Linked DNA regions of Rattus norvegicus: regions 1 and 3 are each linked to region 2. Evidence: chromatin contacts called from public Hi-C data. All regions are on one chromosome and are shown on one strand. Each heading gives the region's core, a stretch centred on a gene start, on an enhancer-like site or on the middle of the called end of the contact. The rest is flanking DNA. Distances are from core to core; before and after follow the strand shown. Region 1 has its middle 110 kb from the start of Egln3. Region 2 holds the start of Egln3 (egl-9 family hypoxia-inducible factor 3). Region 3 has its middle 91 kb from the start of Trnaa-agc62.

Region 1 (4,381 bases), core at 535-3,034, 110 kb before region 2:
CCTACTAATTAATGTAGAGTTCCACCTTGAATGGAGCTTTGAGCTTAGCTGAGGGAGGACTCCCTTTACCAGAAGGGCTTTTCCTTCTCTGAACTTGTTTGGGAGCCAAAAACCCCACACCCTCCAGCTGGGGAAGGTCAGTCAGTCCTTGGCAGACCTACACTTTCAACTTCCTCTTTTCCCTTCCTCCACACCGCACCCTCTTCCTCTTTTCCCAATAAGATCTGCCCAGCAAGTTACCTGGGATTCCTGGAATGCTTCTCCATGCATGTGAGACATTTACAGAACATTAAACTCTAACCAACGATGTTCATTTAACCTGAAGACCCTTTCCCACTCTCCAAAGTCTGTAGATAGCCCTGGTTCACCCCCATAAAATGTATTCACACAAGCCACCCCAAATAAATGTGTGCACACAAGCTAAGATTGTCTCAGAGAGATGTTTGGGAGAAGGCCTTTGTCTGTAACACTAACATCCTCAGAGAAGCAGTCTAGATTCTTGCGCGCGCGCGCGCGCGCGCACACACACACACACACACACACACACACACACACACACACACACCCTCCCCCACTCACTCCCAGATGGCCTGGGATCCCACAGAACCCCATCCCCTTTGGACATCACTTCTAGCCTGGTATGAAGTGGCATCTGGGCATCCTTAGAGGAAGTGAAGGATGTGGAACCACAGTTGGACCCCGAAACACATACCACAAGGGTTTATTTGACTTATACTTCTACATCACTGAAGGAAATCCGGATAGGAACTCAAACAGGGTTGGAACCTAGAGTTCCTAGATGAGGCAGAAACCATGCAGGGGTGTTGTTTAGTAGCTTACTTAACATGGTTTGCTCAGCCTTTCTTATAAAACCCAAGACCTCCACCCCAAGGGTGGTCCGACCCACAGTGGAATGGGCCCTCCCCCATCAATCACTGAATAAGAAAATGGCCTACAGTTAGACTTTATGGAAGCATTTTCTCGATTGAGATTCCCTCTTCCTCAGTGACCCTAGCTTGTGTCAAGACGACATAAAACTAGCCAACACACATGGGTTTCTCTCACAGTGGAAAATGTGAGGATAAAAGGAAGCAGGCAGGATGACATGCCTCCTAGAGTGGCTCATACTTTGCCAATGTGTAGCCACCTCCATTACTGTATGGATTGGGGATCCATCCAGGGCCAAAGAATTGAGAAGCACAACAACAACAATAAAACTTTAAAAGAGCTTGGGTGGGGAGCCAGGTGTGGTGGTGCACGGTAAAGCCTAGTAAAGACAGGCGAACCTCTGAGAGTTCAGGGTCAGCCTGGTCTACAAAGCGAGCTTCAGGACAGCCAGGACTACACAGAGAGATTTTGTCTTGAAAAAAAAAGGGAGGGGGGAGTCTTAGCCAAGTTCACCCAAACGAACTAAGACTAGCACTCTGCCTTCCAAAGAGCATAAGACGAAGGTCTAGGACATTGCCCAGAAAGGCAATGTGAGAAGATGTGCAGGTCGACACAGGATAAGTAAAAATAAGGCAGCCCAAGTTGCTCTGGATCTGACTCCAGATAAACACCCACAGAATGGTGCCTAGGGGTGGTGGGGCAGGGGCTGAAAACAGGTGCCGGTAGCAGAGGTGGGGCCACACCGGCTTGGGATAGGAACAACCACTAACGTAAAAATAACCATAAAGACGACTCCACCCCCACCCAATTGCAAACTCAGCAATTCGCCAGTGTCCTTTAAAAACAACCCTACTTCCATAAGCCTTCAAGAGCCATTAATAGAAACTGATAGTTGGACTCTAATCTCTTTTGTGCCACTTGGGGGCAACACCTTCATGTTTGATTTATTGAGACTCTCACCTCTGTTTGCCTTCTGAAAGACAGAAGTTGCTAATCTGAAAGCTTTCTTCTCTTCCGTAAGTGGCTACAGAAAATTCCCAACCTGCTAACTACAGAGAGGCCTGAACCTTTTTTTATGTATTTATTTATTTAAAAGTCAAATCGTTTCACCCTCTCCTCCAGACCAGGCAAGGTGAATGTCAGCTACAAAGACTGGCTTCTAGAAAGTCCCCCACAGGTCGGAAAGGGATTTCTGAGCTGTTCTCAGCTCAAGGCTGAGGCCACAGGCTGAAGGACCCATAGAGACTGTCAGCAGCAGGGTTAGCATATGCTAATCTAAGATATGCAGTGCTCAGGGAGTACCAGGGCCTTTAGGAGGAGGAAACACCAGTCAATTACTCCTGAGACATCAAGAGTAGGTGTGCAGGGTAGCAGCCACCGTGAAATAGCCAGAGACCTAGTGGGTAACCAGCAACAACAAGCCAGGGCTCCAGACATATGAGACTCAGGAGTCCAGATGCAAGGGACACACGTTCTAGCTACCTATGGGGCTGGTTCTAGGCCTGGGCCCTTTGCAAGTAATCATAGACATTGGTCTCCTGATTACCAAAGCCTCATATCTCTTCACTTCCTTGCCACAAATGGAGCTAATTATCTTTTACCTAAAACAAGCCTTGGCCTTTCTTTGAGCCCTTCATCAAAGAGGGACACTGCCAACACAGACCAATGAGGAATCTCACACCACAGTGACAACTCTGTCCCTCCCCATTTGCACCAATTGGTCCTAGCTCTCCTCCCATAGACCCTCCCACTGCCAAGGCCAAGCCCTCGCCATCCCTGTCACTAAAGCAATAGCTTGCTACTTGGTTCCCCATTCTGGTGATCCCCCAAACCATCCACATTGCCATCAAAAAGTTCATTCTGGGTTTATATCCTCTCCTACTTCCTAAACTTGAACACAGCAAAGCATAAAGCACCTGGCACAGATCTGAGGGTTTTGTGAACTGTTCCCATGTTCTATGTGTTCCCCCAGGAACTACTGTCCACTAGACCCTTCCACTGCCCTTCTTAGAGCGTAATTCCTTCTCATCTGTATGCTTATTGTTCGAAGGCTGCAGGCTTCCCCTATACTGCTCACTACATGGTGGGATAGCTGTTAGCCTCCCGGTCATTGCCTCTGTAAACAGCAGAAACAGGTTGTCTTCTTATATGCCCCTTAGCTACTATGAGTGGTACCTACTCAGTCATGGCTGCATCAATTCAGACAAGACCCAGGAATCGAAGGTGACAGAGAAGCTGAGGCACAACTGACTGGGCTGGAGTTTATTTGATGCGTGTTCTACAATATTGCAAATGAAATATCTCTTACATAATACTGTAAATGACCATAGGGAGTAAGTAAGGATGCAGAGGTAAATTCCACTTACTTTTGCTTACTCTTTCCAGAGAATGAATGCAGCCTGCCTGCAAGCTAAGTGAAGGAGCTACAACATGTGGTTTGTGCCACATGACCTTGCCCTCTTAGTGATAGCTGATTAGACCAAAAATAAATAAATAAATAAATAAATAAATAAAAATAAAAGAAAAAATTAAAATCTGGAGATTATGGCTCAAAAATCTAAAGAATGTATGAAATCAAGGCAAATGTTAGATTTATATCAAATCACAGCTACAGGTAAGAAAAGACAAATACTGGGTCTGGGGAGATGACTCAGTCACATAAGCATGAGGATCAGAGTTCAAACCTCACCCACTGTACTGACTGGTTTTGTATATCAACTTAAGCTGGAGTTATCAGAGAGAAAGGAGCCTCCCTTGAGGAAATGCCTCCATGAGATCCAGCTGTAAGGCATTTTCTCAACTAGTGATCAAGGGTGGTAGGACCCAGCCCATTGTGGGTGGTGCCGTCCCTGGGCTGGTAGTCCTGGATTCTATAAGAGAGCAAGCTGAGCAAATCAGGGGAAGCAAGTCAGTAAGTAACATCCCTCCATGGCCTCTGCATCAGCTCCTGCTTCCTGACCTGCTTGAGTTCCAGTCCTGACTTCCTTTGGTGATGAACAGCAATGTGGAAGTGTAAGCTGAATAAACGCTTTCCTCCCCAGCTTGCTTCTTGGTCATGATTTTTGTGTAGGAATAGAAACCCTGACTAAGACAGCCACATAATAAACCAAGTATGGTGGCATGCATCTATAATCCTAGCCCTGGGGAGGCACAGACAGAAAGATCCCTGGGGATCAGTACCACCTGCCTGGTCTAAATAGTAAACCAGATCCCAAAGGGAGCTCCTATCTGTTAAACAGTGTGGATGGCTCCTGAGGAATGACATCTGAGGTTGGCCTATGACCTCTACATGTATTCACACACAAGTGCACTTGTGTCTATACACACAAGAAAAATAGCATACAATAAGATGTTAATGATGCATCACAACTAACACGTTTAGGACTTTCTACTTGCCATATGCCATGCTGTTACCTGATTTCCTCTTTACAACAAATCTGTGAAATATCAGCCTCAGAGTCTTCCTCCCCCACCCTGATTGGAATCTGATTTA
Region 2 (4,511 bases), core at 1,288-3,787:
TCAAGACAGCCAGAGCCTGGATAAGACAAGATGCCTCTTCGGTGGGTAGGACAGATTCTCACAGCTAGCTAAAAAGTTACTTGGTTCACCCTGGGATCTACGGAGCTTGCTCTCCTCACCCTGGATGACTAAGTACTTTTCCCATTCCCTTTGAATTAAATTCTAGCTCAGGGTCCTCCTGTCATCCACTAAGTCAAAGCTAAATAATAAACTACGTTAGGGACCCGACTTACCATCAATTCTAATCTCCCTCAGAGAGGAAACATTATTCCTAAACCTCTCGGGGGAAATTCTTTAACAGCTAAGCTTGGAAGAAACTTTACCAAACTGATAGTGTCATTTGGCCTTTCAGGTCAAAGCCACGAAAGTGCTTACCAGTACAGAGGTGAAGCCCAGGGTTATCAGCGAGCTTATTTAGTGCAGAAACACTCCTGATGAAAACACAGATGATCCAGTCTACCACCAAACTGATAGAAGGGAAAAAAAACACCCTACTATCACTCTCTAACAGAATTCAGGTAACTCTGCACTACCTCCAAATCAAACTAACACTTAGAGATCAACACTTTCTCTCAGAGTTTCTTCGGATCTATTCATGAGGACGCGCGACGGAGTCCCTTCACATCCTCCGAGTCTGAAAGTGGCCTGCAGCTCCCTACTCTACGTGGGTCAATGCTCCTCAGCTGCCATGTTCTACCTTGCTGGGCACCAGAAGAAGTTTTCATGATTCTGAGAGTCCCTTGACCAGCAACAACAGATGGGCAAAGTTCTCTGAATTGCTCCTGGAGAGAGGGTTTGACTATCCTTATTGGAAGACATGGTCAGGAGAGAGACTAACCCAAAGAAACGTTACATGCACCGTCTCAACTCCTCCACCTCCTACTGGCCTACCTGCCAATCTACCTGTAAATGTTTTCAAGATAAATCATCACCATCCACTGCCGCATTACTGGCTACGTGAGCAAAAGCAAGCTTTCTACCCAGAGGTACTTCTCCACTCTCTTCATGAACCTTATCAGATTGTCTGAGTGGACTTTGCCATGAGTTTATAGGAAAAGGCGATGCGTGGGGCTCGGCACAGGAGAGAATTTTCACTAGGGCAGAGGAGTCTAAGAATTCTGGGCCCCGGGGCTCAAAGGCTGCGCGCAAAAGTGGAGTCTTACTTAACCTTTTCGCATTAAACTCTTCCCTTCCACCCTACCTAACTCTACAAGCCAACTGACACAAGGCAAAAATTACACTTGCCTCTAGTAGAGTTAAGAGTGCCTCTGTGAGCTACTGTGGAGGGCAGTACCGGAGGGCTTTAAAGCAGGCACTTCAGATCATGGACACGCGTGTCGCAGTGTTTGGAATATCTTTTCCCTCCACCAGCCAGTAGTCCTTGAGGTCATCACCAAAACCAGAGCAATTCTTTCAGAGTCAGCAGAAGCTCATCATCACGAGACACCTGAGCCCCTTAACGTGGACTTTTGCTTAAGGAGTTAGGCCGGGAGGTGGAGGGGACGCAAGTAAGGCAGATAAGGCAAGCTGACTTCTTGGTTAAAAATCAAAGTTCGATGCAGCCCAGCCAAGGTGACACAACACTCCGAACGAAGGCTTCCCGTCCCCTGCGGCGCAGCTGCGGCTGGGCACACGCACGCATCCTACCTTGGACCGCTCCTTGACATAGTATTTGCCCAGGCGGCTCCCGCAGTACAGGACCAGCCTGTCGATGAGGGACAGGAGGAAGTTGATGGCCTCGCAGCCCTCCTCGTTGCCCCCGATCCACGTGATCTGGTCGCCTCGCAGGTGCCGCTTGGAGACGCCGGCGCGGGGCCCCGCCAGCTGGCCGTCACGCAGGGCCCCGTTGTAATGCAGCTGCTTGACTCGCTCCAGTACGCAGTCGCCCACCACCTCGCCTAGGAAGTTGTCCAGGTAGCAGAAGCCGACCTCGTGCAGACAGGGCACGATGTACTCCAGGGCGATCTTCTCCAGATCCAGCCTCATGATGTGTCCCAGAGGCATCTCGCTCACAGAGCCGAGGCGGGGGACCCCCAGGGTGCACGCACCGAGGGCTTGCCCAGAGCGAACGCACAGCGGAGATGCAGAGAGCCGGGCCGGGGGCTCTACCACCTGCGGCAGCCACGGTCCCCGAGCCACTTTAGCTGCAAAGGCGGGGAAAGTTGCTTGAAACTCTGAAGAGAAGGGAGTCCCGCTCTGAGACCGGCAGGAGTAGTGTAGAGTTCTGCCACCCAGCGCCGGACTGGCCCAGTGAGAAGTCGGAGGGCCCCTTTTGGAGATGCGGAGCCACCGCCGCGGCGGCCGCAGCCCGGGGAGGAACGAGAGGAAGCCCCGCCTTGACCTCAACGTCATGGTCCCGCCCCCGGGACTGCCCTCCTCCTGGCCCTTCCCCTTGAGCTGGTGCTGCAGAGCATCTGGGCGAGCTCCACATTAGCTAACCTGTGTGTGACCGGAGAAAGGACTGGATTTTTTTTTCAATGCTCTCTGTTTGCATATTGATTTGCATTAAATCCCCTAACAAACTTGAAAACCTGGATCTCAAGTCTGAGATTCACATGAACAGTTTTTTGCCACTTTCTGGGCTAGTCACCTCTCTGGTGACTTTATTTCTTAAACATTGAGGTCTAAGACCTATCTGATGTCTTTCCTTCCTCTCCTTTCCTCTTCTGTTTTAACCAAAACTGACTGATCCATTAACAAACAATCCCCTTGACCTTCTCCCACCCGGTGTGCCAGGCTGGTGTGTATCTCTGAGGAGGGGGTGGAGGACAGGGAGATAGGGAGGCACTCCGGGAAGGGACAGTGTTGCCAAATTCTGCAGACTTTTGTATTTCGCCCTGTGGGAGATGTTCATACTCAAGTTTTTTACTAAAAGGTTCTGAAATTCTCCCTCAAAATCAATCGTGTGCTCCCCAAAAGAAACACTGTTCCAGGTCTCTCTGGCTTTTACCACAGCAACTGGACTTGTAAGGGAGCACTAGACTCTATGTAAAAGGCTTAAATATCTACCTGTAAGCTGGTGTCTACACAGATTTCTTATGCCCTTTCCTTCCAAGTGAGAGAGAGGGAGAGAGAGAGAGAGAGAGAGAGAGAGAGAGAGAGAGAGAGAGAAAGAGAAGAAGAGGAGGAGGAGGGAGGGAGTCAGTTCACATCTTTACACATTTGGATTTTCATTTAAGTCAAAAGAAAAACTAAACGGGTCTTTCGAGCATCATTTATTATGGACAGCCTTTTTTGGTTTTATTCTCTTCCCCAAAACAATGGCCCCTCTGCTGACAGACTGGGAAGAAGCCTCTATTGTAGTTGGTGAGGACAAACAGGTCCTTGGGGAGTGGCAGTCAACCATGGAGGGTGTAAGAAGCTTTGAAGAAACCTAGCTAGCTCTATGGAGAACAGGGGCCCTGTCTGTGCTCAGCTGGCCTCTTCCAGGAGGAGGTGTCTTTCCTTCGGGTAAAGGCTCAAATTGCCCTAACTTCAAGAAACTGTCCAAAAGCCCACAGCAGCACTAGGATGATAGAAACCAGTGTCCTTGGAACATTGATGCCAGCACATGATAGATGGTTGGAAAATAGTTTCCTGAGACACTGATATCTGAACCTAGGCCCCGCAAACACCGTCTGGGATTTTAGACAGGAAGCCAGCAGGACAGGACCCTTTGCAAGAGGTACTGAGGAGCCTCCCAGGGTATCTATTCACTGGGACAGTATCGAGCAGAGGTCTAAGACCTCAACGGCCACTGGAGGGGGACAGTGAGAACTTCTGCAGGACAGCTCTCTTAGTCCCATGTCAGTAGTGGCAAACAAAGCCAAGGCTGGAGAGTAATTTATCTTCATTGGGAAGAGAATGGAAATGAGTTCCAAAGAATGAAAGGCCGTTTCCCTACTGTTATCTGAACCCCCATGTCTCTGGGAGCCACTCTGACCCTCTTGAAATCTATCTGCAGGGACACCTTGGGATAGGCAGCTGTGGAAATATTAACTTAATATTTAAATAATATTTCCATAATTTTAGAGCACAGTGGCTTCTAGTGTAGTCACAGCTAGAACTACTGTTCTTTCAAGCCTGATGCTGTTCTTGATGACTTTAGATCCAAAACTTGTGCCGATTAGGAAGGGAGTCTATCCTGTAGCACCATCCCTACCTGAAGGGCATTTACTAATCAACCACAGACCTGCCACTCAACTCAGGGTTGCCAGCACTGAGTGTGGTAGGGAAGTCAGACATACTGTGGCTGGTAGAAACCAAAGTTCATGATTATATAGAGGGCACAGACAGGCTCTGAGGCTGAGCACCAGAAGGGAAAAATCCAAGTTTTGTCTACTTATTTCAGATATTTGTCCATTAACCCGAGTCACTTTAGGATGAATATTAGTCAGCTTTTCATTGATCTCACATTGTACCTGAAACAGTCATTGTGGTGGTTTGACTAGCAATCAGGAGGTATGGCCTTGGCAGAGTGTGTTGTGGGAGAGAGCAGGCTTGAGATCTCAGAAACTCAAGCCCCAGCCAGG
Region 3 (4,146 bases), core at 989-3,488, 110 kb after region 2:
AAGTCTTCAAAGCAGTAATATGGGAATTCTTATAATTCATGATCTTTCATCAAATTCAGCTTCTTAGAACCGGCTATGATGAAATACTTTTAACGTTTCCAAGTTAACTTATGCCTTAAGGGAAAAACCAAACCCATCCTTCTCATTCAGCAACATTCAATTAAAAGCAGGTACTGGGTGCTAGGTGCTGGGTGCTAGGTGCTGGGTGCTGGGTGTCAGAGGTAGAACACAGATTCATTCCCTGGGGCATGGAGACTGACTATGCCTAGCAGCGTGATCTAATCCCAAAACCATTTAGGCCATTTGATCTTAAAATTGCAGCTATGCAAATCATTAACCAAGTGACCAAATATTTACATGTAAAGACCCTTAAGAAAATATTACTTAGACAAAAAGTAGAAACAATGTAACATTCAGCTGTAGCAGAACTACTGAAAACATGTCAAAGTGAAGCGAAGGGTTTATCAGTGCGATGTTGCATAGTCCTCTCAAGTATATTCAATTAACTTATTAAACACCTAGAATATACCAGAAATAGCACATTGTGTTTAAGGACTTCTGTCTTCCTATTCTGGGTATTTTACTTTTTTTTTTTTTTTATGAGATATGTATTAATCTTTTCCTCTAGGAAGTGTTTGGGAAAATCCCCTTTTCTAAAACAATACAGAAACCAGAACAAAACCTAGCCTACATCATAAGCAAAATGAAAGGCACAGTTCCATGTACATGGTCAAGATCCTGTAACCCAGAACCCTGCCTAAGCAGAATTTCCACCGCCTTCACTTGTGGTTTTCTTTTCTTTGTTTGGGGTTTTGTTGATGGTTTTGTTTGTTTGTTTGTTTGTTGTTTGGTTGGTTGGTTGGTTGGTTGGTTGGTTGGTTGGTTTTGTTTTGGAGACAGGTTTCTCTGTTATAGCCCTGGCTGTTCTGGAATTCCAATGTAGACTAGGCTGCCCTTGAACTCAGAGATCTGCCTGCCTCTGCCTCTGGAGTGCTCGGATTAAAGCTGTGAGCTGCCACCCACTGTCACAACCCAACATTCATTTCAGAATTTTTGTTTGCTTGTTTGTCTCTACTGGTTTCATATAAACTGTGGTCTCCATGGTTTCCCATGATGAACAAAGAGCAAAGCAGGCTTTCCTGAAGGAAGCGATGACTGGCATTCTCCCTACCGAGATATCCTAGACAAGGAAAAGAATATTCCATCTCATGTCCATGGCCACGGAGGCGACAGAAACGCCATTTGCAGCCTTACTGAGGCCCCAGACAAGTGCGGTATTGGAAGGTGCCACTCAGGGGCCTTAGGCTCTCCTGTTTCTGTTACAAGTTCAGGGATCACTGATGGACTTAGAGATGAAAGTCAGTGTTCCCCACCATACCCAAAGACCTACCTAGTCCCCCTGCAAACACTATTGTCCCTTTAATTGTACCAGAAAGGGCAGCACTAAAGAAAGAGTGGGGTGATTTGACACAATTAGAATCCCCACTCTGCTTTGGCAGAGTGGGAAGGCTGTTGAGACTAGGACTCTGGTAGCCAGCTTGTGCTGGCCTTGAACTGGCTACTTAGCCATGGTGGTAGCTAAGAATGACCTTGACTTCTGATGCTTCTGATTCAGGCCTGCACCAATACACTTGGCTTCCCCTTTCTCTGTCACTTGACTTTCCACTGATACAGGAGAATGGGGCTTGTTGTTAAAGAAGGTTATATTAATGTCAAGAGCTCTGTCCTCTGCTGGGTGGGGGAGTTCTCTTTTCTGTCAATTGACAAAACTTTGAACAAGGGCGGATCTTGAGCTCCTCACAGTAAATGGACGGAGGAAGCCTGTCCTTTTTACAGCATTGGGTTGCTTAGAGACCGAGAGATTTTGAAAGCAACAAAAACCTACAGTAATTCTGAAGCATCTTCACTTAGATAAGAGGCTATAAAAGAAAGAAACCAGGGGCAAGTTCAGTGGCTTCTGTGGACTCCCAAGAGACCAAGAAGAGGCTCGAGGGACATGCAAAGTACAGAAACCCGACTGCTCCTGCCTAGCTGTCACCTGGGACCAAAGATCAGCTCCCACTGTGAAGCCATCCACAGGGCTATTAGGGTGGGGCTGCACCAAGGCCAGGGTTAAGTCCCTCGGGGTGAGCTGCGGGCAGGTAGCCAGGCACAAGGCACGACTCAGTCCTGGTCCCGCCCGGCCCAGCCCGCCACCAAGGCTCACGTAGCGAAAGCGTGAGTCAGCGCCATCCTCACCGTGAACCCTGCCCACCTCCCGAGAGGGGACCGCCTAGCCTAGCCTGCCTGCAGGTTCCACACGTCCAGAGGGATCCCCAGCCCCAAGACACTACGTGGGTTCGTCTTCACAGAAAGAGAGGCAGGAGGATAAGGGCAGAGATGAGCCTGAGGGATAGTTTTCCTCAGCGTGATCTTGACTTTCTCCTGGCCCCTGATGTTTCCTTTGTACAGCACGCAGCCTGGGCTGGCTAGCTCCGTGACAGGGATACCGGGAGAGGGAGGGGATGATGTAGGGGTCAAGACCCAGGGAGCCTGGTTGTTGATTGGGGTAACTTTGGAAAGGGGGCGGGGAGCCCCTTATCAACCGCACCTCCCTTCGTGTGGGGAATGGTTTGCATTTCCAGTAACTTGCACCTGTTTAGTTCTAACCACCAACTTTATAAAAGGAAATTGCCTACGTGCCTGACGGCTGAAAGACAGAATTAGAAGCACTCTTCGCCGCTGAAAGTGTGAATGCAACAGTTAGGTTCTGAACCTACAGGGTTGAAAGTCTGGGTCTCCCGAGGGCACAAAAGAATGTCAAACCTCCTTTACTCTTCCAAGTACTTCTCCCCAAGTTAGGGCACATTATAGAAGGGCTTTTTTCTTTAGACACTTGGTTTTGTTTTGTCTTGTTTTCCTTTTTTTTTGTTTTTGTTTTTTGATTTTTTGGGGTTTTTTTTCTTTATACACTTGTGATGTGCAAATTTCACTCCCTTTTCTTTCTTTCTCTTGTTGTTTTATTTGTTTGTTTGTTTATTGTTTAGTTTGTTGAGTTTAAGACAGGGCCTCTCTACATAGCCCTGGCTGTCCTGGAACTCACTATGCCGATCAGGCTGGCCTTGAATTCATAAAGATCCATCTGCCTCTGACTTCTGGGTGCCAGGATTAAAGATGTGCACCATCACTCCTGGGCTAATGTCACTTCTTTTCTTTTCTTTCCTATATCTATTTGTGTGTACACACACACACACACACACACACACACACACACACACACACACGGAGTGGCTCGGCTGTCTTGTGGAGGTGAGAGGACAACTCCTAGACACAATCGTCTCCTTCTATTCTTGGTATTGAACTCAGGTCTTACATTTGGCAGTAAATAGCTGAACCATCTCACCAGCCCAAAACGCTACTTTTTCAAAACCTGTGAGAGAAGCAGAGGTATCAGAGACAGAAAATGCTTTTAGAGGGAAAGAAATATAGGGAGGAGGGGAAAGAGAGAAGGGACATGGAATAAAAAGCAAAGTGGTTAACAGCAATATGGACCCCAGAGTGAAAGCACTGTCTGGGTGCAGGTAATGCAAAAAGAAGGACCCCAAGGTCCCAGCTTCAGAGTTCGTGGCTGAGTGCAGCCGCTAAGCACATTGAGTTAAACATAAGGTAGGCTTAGGCTCAGCACCCAGTGGCTGGACTGTCCAGATTCTATGTGACCTTAGCCAATAGACGACCAGCATTTCTATTTTCCCCTTTCAAAAAACACGAGTGGTGAAATCAGTGTTTATGTTTTAGGACTCGTCAGACACCTAAGTCTTTGTATATCAACACAAGCAAAGCACCAGAAAAAAAAAAGTGGCCAGTAGACATTTGATAAATATTGTTACAAGCATGAATACAGGACATGAAGGCACAAGCCATCAGACACAGCAGAGCAGGCTCAGTCACATGTGGATAACAGCTCCCCTGGGCTCTACGGGGCTGGGAATCCTGGGGAGACGTGTGGCTGGCTTAGTACTGTTCCTAATAGCAAAATAACAGACATTCAAATGCACCCGTGTCTAAGTTGTATATGGGATAGGCATTCACCATTACAGCTCTTACAAGAACTAACTTGTAACTAATTTCTGGCTGGTGGTCCTGGGTTCTGTTTATGTGGATACAGTG

Evidence for each region. Hi-C and Micro-C count contacts between places; a contact is called where the count stands out from the background.
Region 1: a Hi-C map of the A7r5 cell line shows a contact between it and region 2, with 4 times the contacts expected there. The contact joins the enhancer-like site here to the promoter of Egln3 in region 2. A contact is called at or near these places in 5 of 12 Hi-C or Micro-C datasets (the A7r5 cell line, Schwann cells, kidney and 2 more).
Region 3: a contact with region 2 is called in a Hi-C map of mammary epithelial cells, with 2.2 times the contacts expected there. The contact joins the enhancer-like site here to the promoter of Egln3 in region 2. A contact is called at or near these places in 3 of 12 Hi-C or Micro-C datasets (the A7r5 cell line, frontal cortex and mammary epithelial cells).

Annotation. Positions count from the first base shown.
Region 1 is chr6:77,302,722-77,307,102 of GRCr8, forward strand. No RefSeq gene overlaps it. Among named protein-coding and RNA genes, the nearest start is that of Egln3, 110 kb to the right of the region's middle. Within about 2 kb of position 1,785, at least 2 of the 93 cell types and tissues checked have an H3K27ac peak or open chromatin away from gene starts, as enhancers often do.
Region 2 is chr6:77,408,478-77,412,988 of GRCr8, forward strand. It overlaps Egln3 (egl-9 family hypoxia-inducible factor 3), which reads right to left and starts at 2,538. Exons shown (of 5, transcript NM_019371.2): 1 at 1,648-2,538. The coding sequence starts at 2,352.
Region 3 is chr6:77,518,008-77,522,153 of GRCr8, forward strand. No RefSeq gene overlaps it. Among named protein-coding and RNA genes, the nearest start is that of Trnaa-agc62, 91 kb to the left of the region's middle. Within about 2 kb of position 2,239, at least 16 of the 93 cell types and tissues checked have an H3K27ac peak or open chromatin away from gene starts, as enhancers often do.